2 separate regions of the Mus musculus genome follow, and region 2 is linked to region 1. A link is a contact called in public Hi-C data. All regions are on one chromosome and are shown on one strand. Each heading gives the region's core, a stretch centred on a gene start, on an enhancer-like site or on the middle of the called end of the contact. The rest is flanking DNA. Distances are from core to core; before and after follow the strand shown. Region 1 overlaps Pcdh9 (protocadherin 9). Region 2 overlaps Pcdh9 (protocadherin 9).

Region 1 (7,342 bases), core at 4,797-7,296:
AGAAATGTAATCATCTACCTTTAGCAGTTCCATGTATTATTTTATAATTGTAACATTTTCTAATTTGAAAAACTGTAATTAATTTGTGAGACAATTGCAATATTAGGAAATAATTCATCAACCTTTAAGGTTCAAGTTTACAGACAGTAGTAGGTGATGCAATTATTAACACTACAATCAACACTATAGATTGATCCTTTATCACTGGAAATACTTTAATGGTTGGATAGTCTGGTTAAAAATCAACAAGAGACGAATTGGGGGGCTGGGGAGAGTGGAGAAACAGAAAATGAAAGTAGCTTCCAGTTTTCCCCAAGCCATAATTCAACTTTTCAAGAACACTGTTTAACTGTCAGGACTGAACAGCTTCAAATCCATCATCCGCCTTTCTATTCCACTTTCCAGCAGAATGGATTTTTTTTTTAAAGTGACAGATATCAGTGTTTCACAATTGATTTTGTGACCACATAAATAACACAGATTGCAGACACATTTTACATGGAATGCAATGGCAGATCTGTGAAGGTTACATGTACATATCTAGGAATCCTTTAGTCAATGTGTAACAAATATTATAAAGTATCTTTCACAAAACAGTAGTCAATTTATTTCATTCTATGTGATTTTACCAACCCCTACAAATAACTCAATTATTTTAATAATGTATCTACAGAAAAGGAAATAAAATTAACAGAATCCAAGGACAATTCTGGGAGCAGAGTTTGGATTTAAAAATACATGTTTATTCAGAATCTTCACCTGTGATATGAAGCTAGATTGTATTATTGGGCAAACTATTTGTGCATTAATAAAATCCTTTCATGTTACTCTATAACTATTATCAAGTGACTGCATTTGAGTTTCTCAATATCAGTGCCAGAAAAGCTATTCAAATAATTGACTTTTCTAACAAAACTTTCTGAAATCTCATATGCCAAAGATAGTAGAGAAATAGAAGTTTACTTTTCTGTCTCCAACATTATTATGATTTACACTACCTAATACTTCTAATTCTGTCCATACATTACATAAACAAAAACCAAATACGTTCAAATGAAAGGAGTGTTTGTAAGTACAACGACAAACATGAGTATACACAAGTGATATGAATTTCTAGTGCTTAAATCTCTATTAAGGGCCTTCTGAGCTATTCAAATAAATAGTATGAAATCACTGGGCACACACACTTTCAGACTACTGTTTCTTTGGTGAGGCCATTTTTTTCTGATTGCATAGATATTCTCTTCTTTGTGATTGCATAGATATTCTCTTCTTTGACCCTAGTTTACTCAAATCTACGATTCCTTTATGGTATTTATGTATTCCTATAAGAGAAAATTTCAAATGAAGCCAACATATATCCTTTTGTGTAGTTTACCCATTTAAAAAAAAAGAACTCAATGAACAAGTTCAAAGCAGACACTTCTGCATACTTCTGTGTATTTCAGATGAATTAATGAGTTTCAACAAAATTGTCGATTTCATAGATTTTCATGTACGTTACAAAGAATAATTTTTCTATCACCAGACATAGTGATTACATTACCCCTAAAATCATAGAGAACCTCTATAGTGTCCAGAAATTCCACCTGGACTAAACATCTGGAAGATAACGATCATTGATGTCCAGTTGAGTCAGAAGCAAAGAGAGACGCATAGAAAGTATAGGTAAATAACACAGGACCATCCTTTTACATTATTTTTTATTTTATTTTCGCAATAAACTTTTAACTTCATTTCACATTATTGATCTCAAGATGTTGCCTGTTTTAGTTGTTGTTGTTGTTTATATTTGATGTATTTGTATTACAATATTTATCCCTTTCTTTTCTGCCCTTCAAATCCTTCCATAAACTCTGACCTGTATGCCATGAAATTCATGAGCTCTTTTTATCAATTGTTAAGGCAAGCCTATGTGTATTTGTGTATACATATATGTTGGCTACAGTTTGAAATTAATTTTGTTCAGTATTAAGAAGGTGACTTAGTCTAAAATCTCAAATTAATCTAATATACTCAAGAGTAGTCAGAAGTAATCTAATATATAATGGATTAAAAGTTAAAGAATACAAAAATAAATGATGTCATAGAAATGTCAGTTATGCTGATACTATCAAATTGCTGTGTTTTGTGTATCTCTGGTGTTTCTAGTCCATAACTCTTTTAAGTTACTCTGCATTTTCCCCATACAGAACCCGCTGGAGTGGAGGCTCTAATTTATCAGTCATCCTGTGACACGTCTTGGCTTTACTCAGAAGCCTTTATGAGAATTGGAGTGTACATTACCATTCACTTTGTTTCAACTATTCCGTAAACCAAGTATTTCAGGGTAGCTCACTTTTGAGTGGTAAAAAATGAGGGGGAATTGTATCACAAAGTGTCCCGAGAGCCTTTGCTTTCTCTGCATGGTGGATATTCGTGGTTTTCAGATTTTATCCTGGAAGTAGAAGAGCCATACAAGGAGACTGCTGTAAGCAGAATAAGATTATAAGACAAAGAAAAAGAAAAAAGGCCCACTGTTAAAGGAACATTCTATATTTGTATATCACCAGCCAAAAGAGCTTTGAATATCATTATTACTTTGGGCATAGTTTGACCTTTATTATTTCATGTAGGCAAGTACATTACAAAATAATAAATTCACCCTTTATCTGCAAAAAGATAAAAGTAGTCAAGCCATAGAATTTCTGGCTTTCGCTAGCAAGATGGGTTATTTAACACAGGAGCTTTGTGTTTCTTTTTTGTTTTACTTGTTCATGTGTATATGTTCCTCAGAATGACTTGTGATTTTGATACAATATTTTGTGAAGTGTCTTTGCTAATAGCTTTTGCTTTGGATATCTTTCAAACCTTATACAGAAGAAAAGATTTTAGATTTTGCTTAATTTGGGAGATCGAGTAGGAGGCGGCAGATTATGATTGTCAATTACTCTTTCAGAGACAGAACATTTGTAATTAGATATGCAATTAACTTTGAATAACTGAACACTGAACTGTGCTGTTGAAATGGATTTAACAACACAGATGTTTTAAATGATAATATATAGTTACTCATAATAACCCTCTGTAAAATCTCATAATCATGTAAGGTCATCATAGAAAGAATTATGAATTTATGCAAAGTAAGCTAAGTTTTTATAACTTAAGACAATAAGTAGACAAAGTGATTTTATAACTGAATATAAGCCTTGAAATTAATTTTTCATAGCTATTATAGTATGAGACCTATAAAATATAGATGGAAGTATGCCTTGCATATGATTTTTACTGAAGATAATATTTCACAAAAAGCATTTCATGCTAAGCAAGAGTGTGTTACATAGTAATACCTTTATTTTCATCAACCTCCTTTGTTAGCGATTATAATTACTTTACCATTGCTTTTCAGAGTATAGAGCAAACAATAGATGAGCAAAACCATTTAACATACACTAATAATTTAAAATCATTTAAATGTGTGATGTTGACTGTATGCTTAAAGAATGCTTACTATGTGGTTGGAGTGATAGCTAAGAGGTTAAGCTAAAGAGCTTTTACAGGCACCAGAGTACAACTTTCAGCAACCACATGGCTGTTAACAACTATCCATACCTATAGTTCATTGGATTCTTTGTATTTTTCTGGCTTCCAAGGACACATACCTACTTGCCGTATGCAGATGTACGTGCAAGCATAAAAAAATAAATGTCTCAAAATGGAATATCCGTATCCGTAATGAATTATCTCACTAAATATTCACTGTAGTTCTTCTAGTTATGTGTTATGATTTTTCAGTTGTGTAGATGAGGTTTTATGTACAAATTGCCAGAGCCATATACTTAAACTTTTAAGTATATTAATGACAATACATATGCTCTTTACAAAATATTTCCTGATAAAATATGCAGTACAGATAACTCTCTTCACACATACATACATGTGTACACATGCATGCACATATGCACATTCACATACACACACTAACACATGTACATATACACTTCACTATTCCATTTATGTAAAATTCCTTGTGTATGTTCCTTCTTATGGCTAAAATAAATGAAACAGGGCTAATTGTTAAATTGAAATGACTGTTGTATTCCTCACAGTATAATGTTTATTATTGAATAATAACTCACAAAGAAGTTGGCAAAAGTTGGTTCTTCTAGCTGGCTATGACCATAGTTTCTTTCCATTTAAAGAATTAGGAGTATTAAGCTAACAAATTGGGGATTAAGTAAGCATCAACAATACCAAATAAATATATTTTCTTTTCTTCATAATGACTTTGTAGATTATTCTCCTTAAGATATTCAGAGCTTGTGATGTCAATCTTGTTTGTTTTGTTGTTGTTGTGTTGTTGTTGTTGTTAGCAGGCAATTTATCCTAACAGAGGAAGCAGGGCTATCTCTGACACTTTTTCCAACTTTTGGACCATTTTCCTTCTACTGGATTGCTTTGCCCTGCCTTGATATGAGGATTTGTGCCTAGTCTTACTGTAACTCTATGTCATGTTCATTTGATATCTATTGGAGGCCTGTTTTTCTTTTTCTTTTTTTTCTTTCTTTTTTTTTTTTTAAGAGAAATGGAGGAGGAGTGGACTGGGGTAGAAGAGAGGTAAGGTGGGACCTGGAGTAGTGAATGGGGGTGGAACTGATGTCAGGACCTAATGTATGAAAGAACAAAGACAATAATAATAATAATAATAATAATAATAATAATAATAATAATAATAATAATAAACATAGATTCTTGACTTCCAAATCCATGTAGAAAAGAAACCTGATACTCAACTTCCAACTTACTGGTCTTCAAAGAGTTAGCAATCAAATGGATGTATAGATGATTAAACAGAGAGAGAGGGGGGGGATAGGAAGATACATACATGCATGCATACATACATAAAGTTTATGTTAAAACATAAATATAATTGAAATATTTAAATAATCAGAACTATAAAAATAATACCAAATACCTAACTTGGAAAGTATATACATTCAAGTACTGACTGAGAATGTGTGTGTGTGTGTGTGTGTGTGTGTGTGTGTGTGTGTGTGTGTGTGTCTGTTATGTGCACACAAAAGCATGGAAGTTAAAGCCAAAGAAGCCATGAATTTGAACTGGAGCAGCAGCACAGGTTACATGAGAGGGTTTGGAGGGAAAGACTGAAAATAGATATTCTCTCTCTCTCTCTCTCTCTCTCTCTCTCTCTCTCTCTCTCTCTCTCTCTCTCTCTCTCTCTAATCTCAAACCATATCATGATACACAGTTTTCAGTTATGAAGGCTGTGATAGTAAGTCAAAAGCTAGTGAGGGTGATAGAAAGTTAAAATGAGATGAAATAGAATTAAGCCTAAGGCAGTAAAAAAAAAAATCCTAGCTAGCAAGAAGTAAAATATAAAATAAATGGGGGGGGGGGGCAGAAGACATGAGCTCAATCAGAAAAGAGAACTGGAGGTGAAGTTAGAAGCTCATGTTCACAGACAGAAGAAATAACCATGGAAATAAAGTCTGGATGCTAATTAAAAGCATCACATTTAGGTTGAACAAATGCTTGCAGCTCATTAGTGCAGAGCAGGTCCAAACCCACCTTGTTTAGGCATATGGCCATGCAGTGTCTGTGATGATCTGAGATTTATTCTCTTTGGATGATACCACTGTGGACACACCACTAAGCAGAACTGGGAACAATTAATGTCTCCATTGCATTTTTGCTTCTCTACTTCATGAGGCCGTAAGAAACAAAGGAAAACATGGAGTCTGTAGCAGAGAGCACAGACAACCTGCCAAAGACAGGGGGGGTATGCTCACGCGTGAGCACTAAATCCGTACCTGCAGATCATTGATCCAGGACGAACAGATTCTACAACCTATAGAGCACCTTTCAAGTGAGCAGGCGCGTTTGAAGGAATTCTTTTATTTCATGAATTGAATAGTATATAGTAAACTATTTTGACAAAAATCCTTTTAAGGAAACATTTTTCTGAGGAGATATTTTCAAGTCACAGAGACAGCAGGAGTGTAAGGAAATCATTAACATAGTTTGGGCCTCTACTATGTGCCAGCAATTGTGTGTCACACATATGGTCTCTTTTAGCAAAACTGCCAGATATTTGCTAATCTTGTATCCAGACAGTCTGTACAACTAACAACAAATGTGTTTCTCGATTCTGTGGGCATGGAATGTTTGTGCAGTGAAACGAAGCATTGTGTTATATTCATACAGGCATTTTCTAAGATGCTATATAGCACTCACCATTTCTATAGACTTGGGAATCTTTGCCAGCTTTCTAGTTTGATTGGGTATTGTATCCTAAGATGTCATTAATTGAGACAAATTATTACAGAAGTAAAAACACTATCACGGCTTGCATAAGATGGCAATTAAACTCATCAGAAAAAAATTCTATGGATGCCCAATCTATCCATTAAGTGTTTCCTAGTACTAATAACAGAAGTGTAGGTTTTAAAACCTAAGAACATTTTAAACTTTAATTAAAAGATAGCATGGGTTACAATGTCTTCTAGTCTCAAATGTTATTGCCTGTTAGATCATAAACATTAAAAGTCCCACAAGATACAGAGCATACTAATCACATTTAGTTTTCAACTTCAAGAATCTAAATGGATTTGGTGAAATAAATTCATACATATCATATATTATTTTGAGTTTTAAATATATAATAAATATTAAAATAAGAGTATTGTCCACTGACTGAAATATAGTTAAATTTGGGGATATTATCTTAAATACTAATTATTAATTTAATATTTTTATGAATAGTAAATAACCTTTTGTGTGGGTATTACAAATAATTTTTAAGACTTGATCAAACAAACATTTGTTGAGTACCAGCCGTATATTACATTATTAATCATAGTTCAGCTTATGTTTGCAGCTTTGAGTCATAACATTACATGGAACTGAAGAATTTTGTTCTGTGGCTTCTTTCTCATCCCCCTTCACTATTCCTATTCCTTTAAAGTTGGTGCAATTTTTTGAGATAAAAGATATCAGAGTCACTGGCTTAATGGACATATCTTTCTACACTACATATTTTGTGGAACTGTGCTTTCCAGAAGGACACTGTGGTTTTCTCATGCAGATAGTTAAACCTTAATGAAATGTGGACATAATATAAAATTTTAATTTCATTAAATTAATGATGAAAAGAAATAAAAATAGCTTTTTGTGTCAAAGTCTTTATTATCATTGTGGAATTAAATTATTGTCACCTTTAATTTCTCAAATGCAAATATTTAAAACAATAAAGTGAATATTTATCTTGATCTTTATCCTTTCTGATGACTGATACATTCAGTTACTAATATGTGAGTATCATGACTAATGAACTAAGGGGGTT
Region 2 (6,873 bases), core at 237-2,736, 700 kb before region 1:
TCCCCAAACCAGGAGAATAAACAAAATAAGAAAAAGAAACGGAAGAAAAGAAAGTCGCCCAAGAGTTCTCTTTTGAACTTTGTTACTATTGAAGAGTCCAAACCCGATGATGCCGTTCATGAACCCATCAATGGGACCATAAGCCTGCCTGCCGAGCTGGAGGAACAGGGTATAGGAAGATTTGACTGGGGCCCAGCCCCTCCAACCACCTTCAAGCCTAACAGCCCTGACCTGGCCAAGCACTACAAGTCGGCCTCTCCTCAGCCCGCTTTTCATCTCAAACCTGACACTCCAGTTTCTGTGAAAAAGCACCACGTCATTCAAGAGCTCCCGTTGGACAACACCTTTGTTGGGGGCTGCGACACCCTTTCCAAACGCTCCTCCACTAGTTCAGATCACTTCAGTGCCTCAGAGTGCAGCTCCCAAGGAGGCTTCAAGACAAAGGGCCCCTTACACACCAGACAGGTAAACGAGCACTTTTACTGGTCTATAAGTACTGCCTACAAGTGCCCAGTCAACCAGTATTAACGTGCCAGTGTGTGTATTGTTTTGGTCTAACTTTAGCTTAGTTATGAAGAGGGAAAAAAAAAAAACTTGACCCCTTTTTAAAATTCCTCTGGGGCTCAGTCAAGAATTTTTAGAACAGCTTTGAAATTTCTGAGTTCTGAGAATTATTTAACCTCCCAGTTTCCTTCAAGTGGCAAAAGATGAAAAGAGGAAATTATTCCAAAATGTCCCGAGATCATGTTTGCTCAAGAAGAAAACCCATCCTGATTTGCCCAATTCTGCTCCTGGGGCTTCCAAATTACCGACTTCCAAGATTTTCACATTACCTTTTGATCTAAAAAGTCACCTTCAAGTATCAAGTTTAAATGACATTTGAAGGTCTGACACCTCTTATGCTGGAGCTGTGGTCACTAAAGGGGTTAAGGTTTTTTTATTATTATTTTTTTAACACGGTAAAAAAAGAGAGAGTAGGCTCTTAAGTGTACATCAGCTGTGAAGCACATGATTATTGATTGATTGCATCTAAGCCATATAGAAAGTCTACTCCTTGATTTCAAGTTATTTTATTGTAATATAGTATGCTGGATCTTTCTTAGAACGATTTTCAGTGTCCATAATGGTCATATATGAAAAGAAAAGAAGAAAAATAAAAAGGGAATGCTTTCTCTCTAATATTACTAATTTATTCAGAAAAGAAGGATTCCATTGTAAATACTTTCTCATCTTAGTAATGCATAAGTGGTCTGTCATAACTCATTTTAAACTGTGAAAGATGCCATATGAAGAGGGATTAAGAGGCTGAGAAACTCATATTTCAACCAAATCCAGAATTAGTTTTTCTTAGGTCTAATAATTCCATGTTAATAAAGATTTAAATGCAGTCCTGTCTAATTTATTTCTTTGGTGCTTGTCTGTTGCCACAAAATTTGAATGTCGATAATAGCCTGTAGATGGCACTAGGGTATCATGTCCCCTGTGCTGGCCAGGTGCCAATCCTGCAGTAGCGAGGAGGATGGGGGAGGGAAGGATCAAGCTGGTAGTACAGCCAAAGATACCTTTTATTTAATGATAGTTCCTCTGGAGCCACTAGCATTTAAGTTCATTTGTTTGCTCTTTAGTGAGTTGCTCTCAGCACATCAAGTTTCTAGGATTTTGGAAGCCACTCTCTGTTATTAGGAGTCCATCTCTGTTGGTGGCCCATACACCACCTTGCTAACCAATTAAAAACATGAATATAAAAAAACAAAAACAAAAAACAAACAAGTAAAGCAAAATTAACACAATTGTCTTGGTGAGTCTCTGGGAAATCAAAAAGGTTTTTTGTTGTTGTTTTGTTTTGTTTTGTGAACTTGTGATAGAGTAGTGCATCTTACGGAAACTGTTTCCCCTTGTAAATCCTGTAGCTGCTCTGTAATGACTTTGAGGCTTCATGACTATAAGGTGTAAAAATGATTTTTATCAGTCAATCACACAGGTACGCTAAGAATATTAAGTATAATTTTTATTATTATGAATGTAAGATCACCATTTGTACACAGAGCAATTAAGTACACAGAGCACTGTTGCAGAACATCTGAGTAAACCTGAGATACACAACCTGAAAGAACCTAACAGTTTTGAAGTCCTAGAGAAATCTTTCATTTGGAAGTGGAAGTCAGAAGGACAGCTCAGTTTCAGGCTAATCTTATCATCATTTGAGAAGAGAGTGGTTTTAAGACTTGGAAATTGTCCAAGCATAAACAAGATTTTTTTTAAAAGTTGTTTAATAGTTTATTATGGCAAGAAAAATAACCGATAAAACTAAGTGGACTTAGTGAGGAAGTTTCTGTATCAATGAAGAATGATGTGGTGTGGTTTTATATCATTCCTTGAAAAGAACTAGTATAAATGGAAGTGCTTTCTGTGAGATATAAAATCGGTTTCCCAAGGAGAGTTACTTGTCTACCTTCCCATATGATCAACCCTTTCACCTCAGTGTATGGGAATTGCCAGCAAGGTCTAAGCCAAAATCTTTTAATTTTTTTTCCATAGTTATTGAACTTAAATATGGCACAAGGACACAAATGCTAGTCAGATGTGTTTCAGCAGAGTTTTTGAAAGCATCTTCTGACGAAGCTTGGTTTATCATAAAGACATTTGTTTATATATGACATAGTCTTGCTGTCAGTATGCTGAGTAACTCACAAACTGAAACTATTGTATGTTTCAGACACACCTTTTGATCATGAAGCATTTTGTAGCTTTCTTGTACACATTCTAAGGTTGAAAGGTACCTGTAACTAACTCCCATGGAAAATAGCTATTGAAAAGGTAATCTTTATGTCTTTCAGAGACTTTCATAACAAAAAAAAAACCCTAAAAATATAGTAGTCACTTTGGAGGAAATAAATCTTGGAAACCATCAGAGAGGTGATGGCAGTGGACAGACGCATAGACACACTGTTGGGGTGACACGGCGTTTTCTAAAAATGAAAGACAAATTATAAATAGCTTCCTAAAATTGTATTCACTGAACTCTATGATAACTCTGGAAGACGTTTCTGTTAAACAAGAACAAATAGGTGGATTGTTTTTTTTCTTGTTTAACTCCTCAGTTTCAATAGTAACCCTATTTTTATTACAGGAGATTCAACTCCTGTAGTTTACAACACTGAAAATGTAAATTTTATTACAAATTTTAATCACACAGATGTACTATCTAATACATGATATGTGAAGATTTTTTTTTTTTAGTAAAGTGGGCATGACTGCCTTAAATGGACTCCTTTAGCAGTTGTGGTGTTTGTTGAGGTGTGTAAAGTGGAAGAATCTTGAATAAAAGGTTACCAAATTTAAATACCACTACTTTGTAAGCCCTGTCTTTAACAGGACTTCTTTTGATTTCATGCTACTAGTTGAAGGGTGGAAAAGTGCAAGACCTTTGAGAAAAAGGTTATTTAAGTAGCACTACTTTATATTGTCTTTATGAAAATGCACCCACCATCTTGTTCCTACATCCTGAGCTGGTCAGTAGAGTAGTGACTCCTAATTTATCTGACACTTTCTCTTTCCCTGTGTGTTTGCATGTAATGCATGAGATAATTGTAAATTAGATCCCTGTATTGACTCTATCTTACTAAGCTGTTTTAAATTTCACTGTAACATTCCTATCCTTTATTCTGCCACCAAATTTTTAGAAAAGAAATGAATAGTGTCCTCTATATAGTTTTAAGCAAAGGATCATGTAAGGATCAAAGCAAACTTCCCTGCTGTAGACTGAAATTATGTCAACACTCTAAATTCCAACTGGTTGCTTCACAATCGAGTTGTTTCTGGTTTTTCCTGAAAGAAGAGAGAAAGCTATCCTGAATATAACAAAGTTTAAGATTATACATTTTCAAAGGCAGTATGTCTGAAAATCAATAGAGTCTCTCTTAAAACAGAGTTCAGTATTTATCTAGACTAGTTCTGGTACACTGCTACTGGGTCAGACCTAGAAAATACCTAGCTAACAATTTCTATGTGAGGATGCCTTCTGCTCATTGAAGGACCATTCTTTGAGATTCAGCATTAATGAATTAGAACAAGGCATGCCCTCCTTTTCTTTTCACAGTATCATATCCAACAGACCTGTTTTTGCACATCTCCGCTTTGCCCACTTATTGACAGCTGTTTTATTGTAGCTGGAGGCTTTACAGTAAGCTGTTTATTGCTGTTTCCCAACTTGGTTGACAGCGTTTGGGGAATTAATTTTCTTGATCCCATGTGGTTTGTTTTCTCCAGTGGGAGGGTGGGGGAATAAATGAAAATGTTAACATAAAGAACAGTGATCTATTTACATTTGACAAGTTCTTTAAGTAATCAAACAATCTATAAAGGTTCCACCAGAGTTTGGTTTTGAGTAAACAGCCATATTTAATTTTCTAAATGAAATGCTCATTTCAGAGCTTAAACATCCTGACATGAACGTTTTATGCTTTAAAGTATTTGCTCAGATGCACATTTATGTATAGATTGAAGAATTTATACATTGGAAATGTGTAGACAAGCTGTACTCAAGCGGATGTGTGTGCTTTTACCGTCGCAAAGGGAATTGCTTCAGTTCCTGATCACTTAGAGATGCTATATTACATTTGTGATTACTTTTCATTTTTGAGTAATCCACCACAATCGGTACTGCAATGTTATTATGACATGTGGAACACATAAGGCAGCAACACAGTGATCTTTAGAGCTGTCAGAAAGACAAAACTGCAACTGAGAGTGAAGTGGGGGAAAGGCAGTCTAACGTGCGGCCTGCAAGAACTTAAGCATGTTTTCATCGACTGAATTTTTGATGCACAAGCAGGCATGATTGTGCATGGCACATCATGGAAAAATTTACCCCTACCTCAAAATCAAGCAATTTTGAAAGCTGTGAATTTGAATGTTCCTCCTCCCTTGATAGCTTCTGTTGGTGTGATGTGGTGTGGCCCATATTTAGGATGTAAAATATAACCCCTTGGAGACTGATGTAGACTTCACAGGTAAAAATGAGTTGGTCACTCATCTTGGCATCCACTTCTCTTGAACTTTTAACTGGGACGTTTGATATTCTGGTTTCTTTCCCCACTGTATAGTTCGATGAGGTTCCTTATAAATTGTATCATTAATTGCTAGTCATATTAAGGGTAATAGATTTTTGAAAAAATGTCCACTATATTAAACAGCCTTTTTAGGGTGAAATTATGTACATAATATTTATAAACATGCAGGTAATTTCTATAGTTAGAATGTTCTTATAACTACCCAAACTGTGCTTTCTCATCTCTCATGGTTCTAACCACGTATGCCCGCATTGGGAAAGAACAGGTGCTGGCTCTTTAAAATGACCTTGTGAGTCTGTAGATAAAGTGCAGTGAGGGATCACTGGCCTAGAGTACCCAACGCTCATATCCTGGCATTGAAAAAAAAAAAACAACTTGGAAATGTTACAGTTATAACAATATTCCATTTTATTTTTTATGTATGAACACCTTCATTATTTAATTGCAGGCTATAATTTTCTTGTTAGCCTGGCATAAATTAAAAGACATAAAATAGATAACTGAGTTCGAATGAAAGAATTAAAGCTTACAGTGGGATTTCTTTACCATCAATTGTAACTTACATCAAATCTGTGAATCACAACCCAAATACTGCAACTGGTAATTTTATGGGTTATTTCTCAGGAACATTATTTTAGATTGTAAGGGATGAGAGTAGGTTCTTAAGATCCTATTTCCATGTAAGTTTAGTTTCCGCAATTACTTTTATTCCCTGCTTTATTTATTTTCTAAGTTCTATGGTTAGAGGATTCTGGATTGCTATCAAGTGTCAAGAGCTTAATCTTGTGTTGTTCCATCTGTCCAAGGCTAAGTGTTTGCACTGCACTGGTCTGCATATCCTGATTAGATTTTTTTCTGGTTTGGCTCTGCTAGAGGTAAAGGCTTAGTGTTTGTGTATTTATGAACAAAACAATGAAAACACTTCTTTTCTGGACTGTTTAATGCTTGTACTTAAAATCCTTGAGGCCTAAGCCTTTCTGCATGTACAAGTATAAGCTGCCTTCTTCATGGTCTTAGCTTTTTCAGGTATGTTACATGGTAGCTTATTTGGTCACTAAGAATTATATGCTGTGGATATTCTTTTATAATATTAACATTCAAATAATACTCTATCTGAATTCCTATACATTGTAGCCATTTTATTTATCTCAGGTTTGTTAGTGAAAATTGGGCCTGCAAATCAGGAAAGAAATACTACTATACAGATATTTGAATTCACAAAAGTCAGAGTATTTAAGTAGTAATGCTAATAACTTGAATATTTTAAGAAGAACATATACTATAGAAATAAATTATTGCTATAACGTAGAAATATAATCCCCTCATGTATATGAAGAGATACATCCACTCCAGTATTTAAAATATTATCCATTCTTAGTTCAGATAACTGCTAAAACTGTCAAACATTTCATTTAGAAAGGAACACATGCCTTTTTGCCTTTGTTTGATATAATCGGATTGGCTGTCAGTCTTCAGAAACATACAACTTGAAAGATATATTACTGTGATTGACATTTCACATCATATTTACCTTCCCTTTTTCCTATAAGCCAAGAATCATTAATTCAAACTTCCTATGTGAGATAAACAACTGTTTTTAATAGAGTGTTATAACGGAAAGTAGATAACAGTCTACTGTTTTAAACTTAAATGTTTTAAGTTTCCACACTTATATGTCCCAATCAGTGTGTCTCCTATAAATAAGAGTACAGGCAGAATTAGTAGAGCTTTCGAGGTTATAATATGTAATTCAAAATAAGCCAGACTCCTGGGACATGCATTAGAGATCTATTTACATGTA

Evidence for each region. A called contact is a pair of places that touch in the nucleus more often than the background predicts.
Region 2: a contact with region 1 is called in a Hi-C map of cortical neurons, with 3 times the contacts expected there. The contact joins two enhancer-like sites. A contact is called at or near these places in 4 of 39 promoter capture datasets (the C10 cell line, embryonic stem cells, hippocampal neurons and 1 more), 2 of 484 Hi-C or Micro-C datasets (cortical neurons and olfactory sensory neurons) and 4 of 115 datasets of contacts at active chromatin or transcription factors (astrocytes, embryonic forebrain, neural progenitor cells and 1 more).

The regions. Positions count from the first base shown.
Region 1 is chr14:93,181,520-93,188,861 of GRCm38.p6, reverse strand. The region is part of intron 4 of Pcdh9 (protocadherin 9); the gene reads left to right. Among named protein-coding and RNA genes, the nearest start is that of Gm23509, 47 kb to the right of the region's middle. Within about 2 kb of position 6,046, at least 19 of the 459 cell types and tissues checked have an H3K27ac peak or open chromatin away from gene starts, as enhancers often do. A contact at or near this core is called in cortical neurons, where this site is marked.
Region 2 is chr14:93,879,289-93,886,161 of GRCm38.p6, reverse strand. It overlaps Pcdh9 (protocadherin 9), which reads left to right. Exons shown (of 5, transcript NM_001081377.3): 2 at 1-465. Among named protein-coding and RNA genes, the nearest start is that of Pcdh9, 7.9 kb to the left of the region's middle. Within about 2 kb of position 1,486, at least 24 of the 459 cell types and tissues checked have an H3K27ac peak or open chromatin away from gene starts, as enhancers often do. A contact at or near this core is called in cortical neurons, where this site is marked.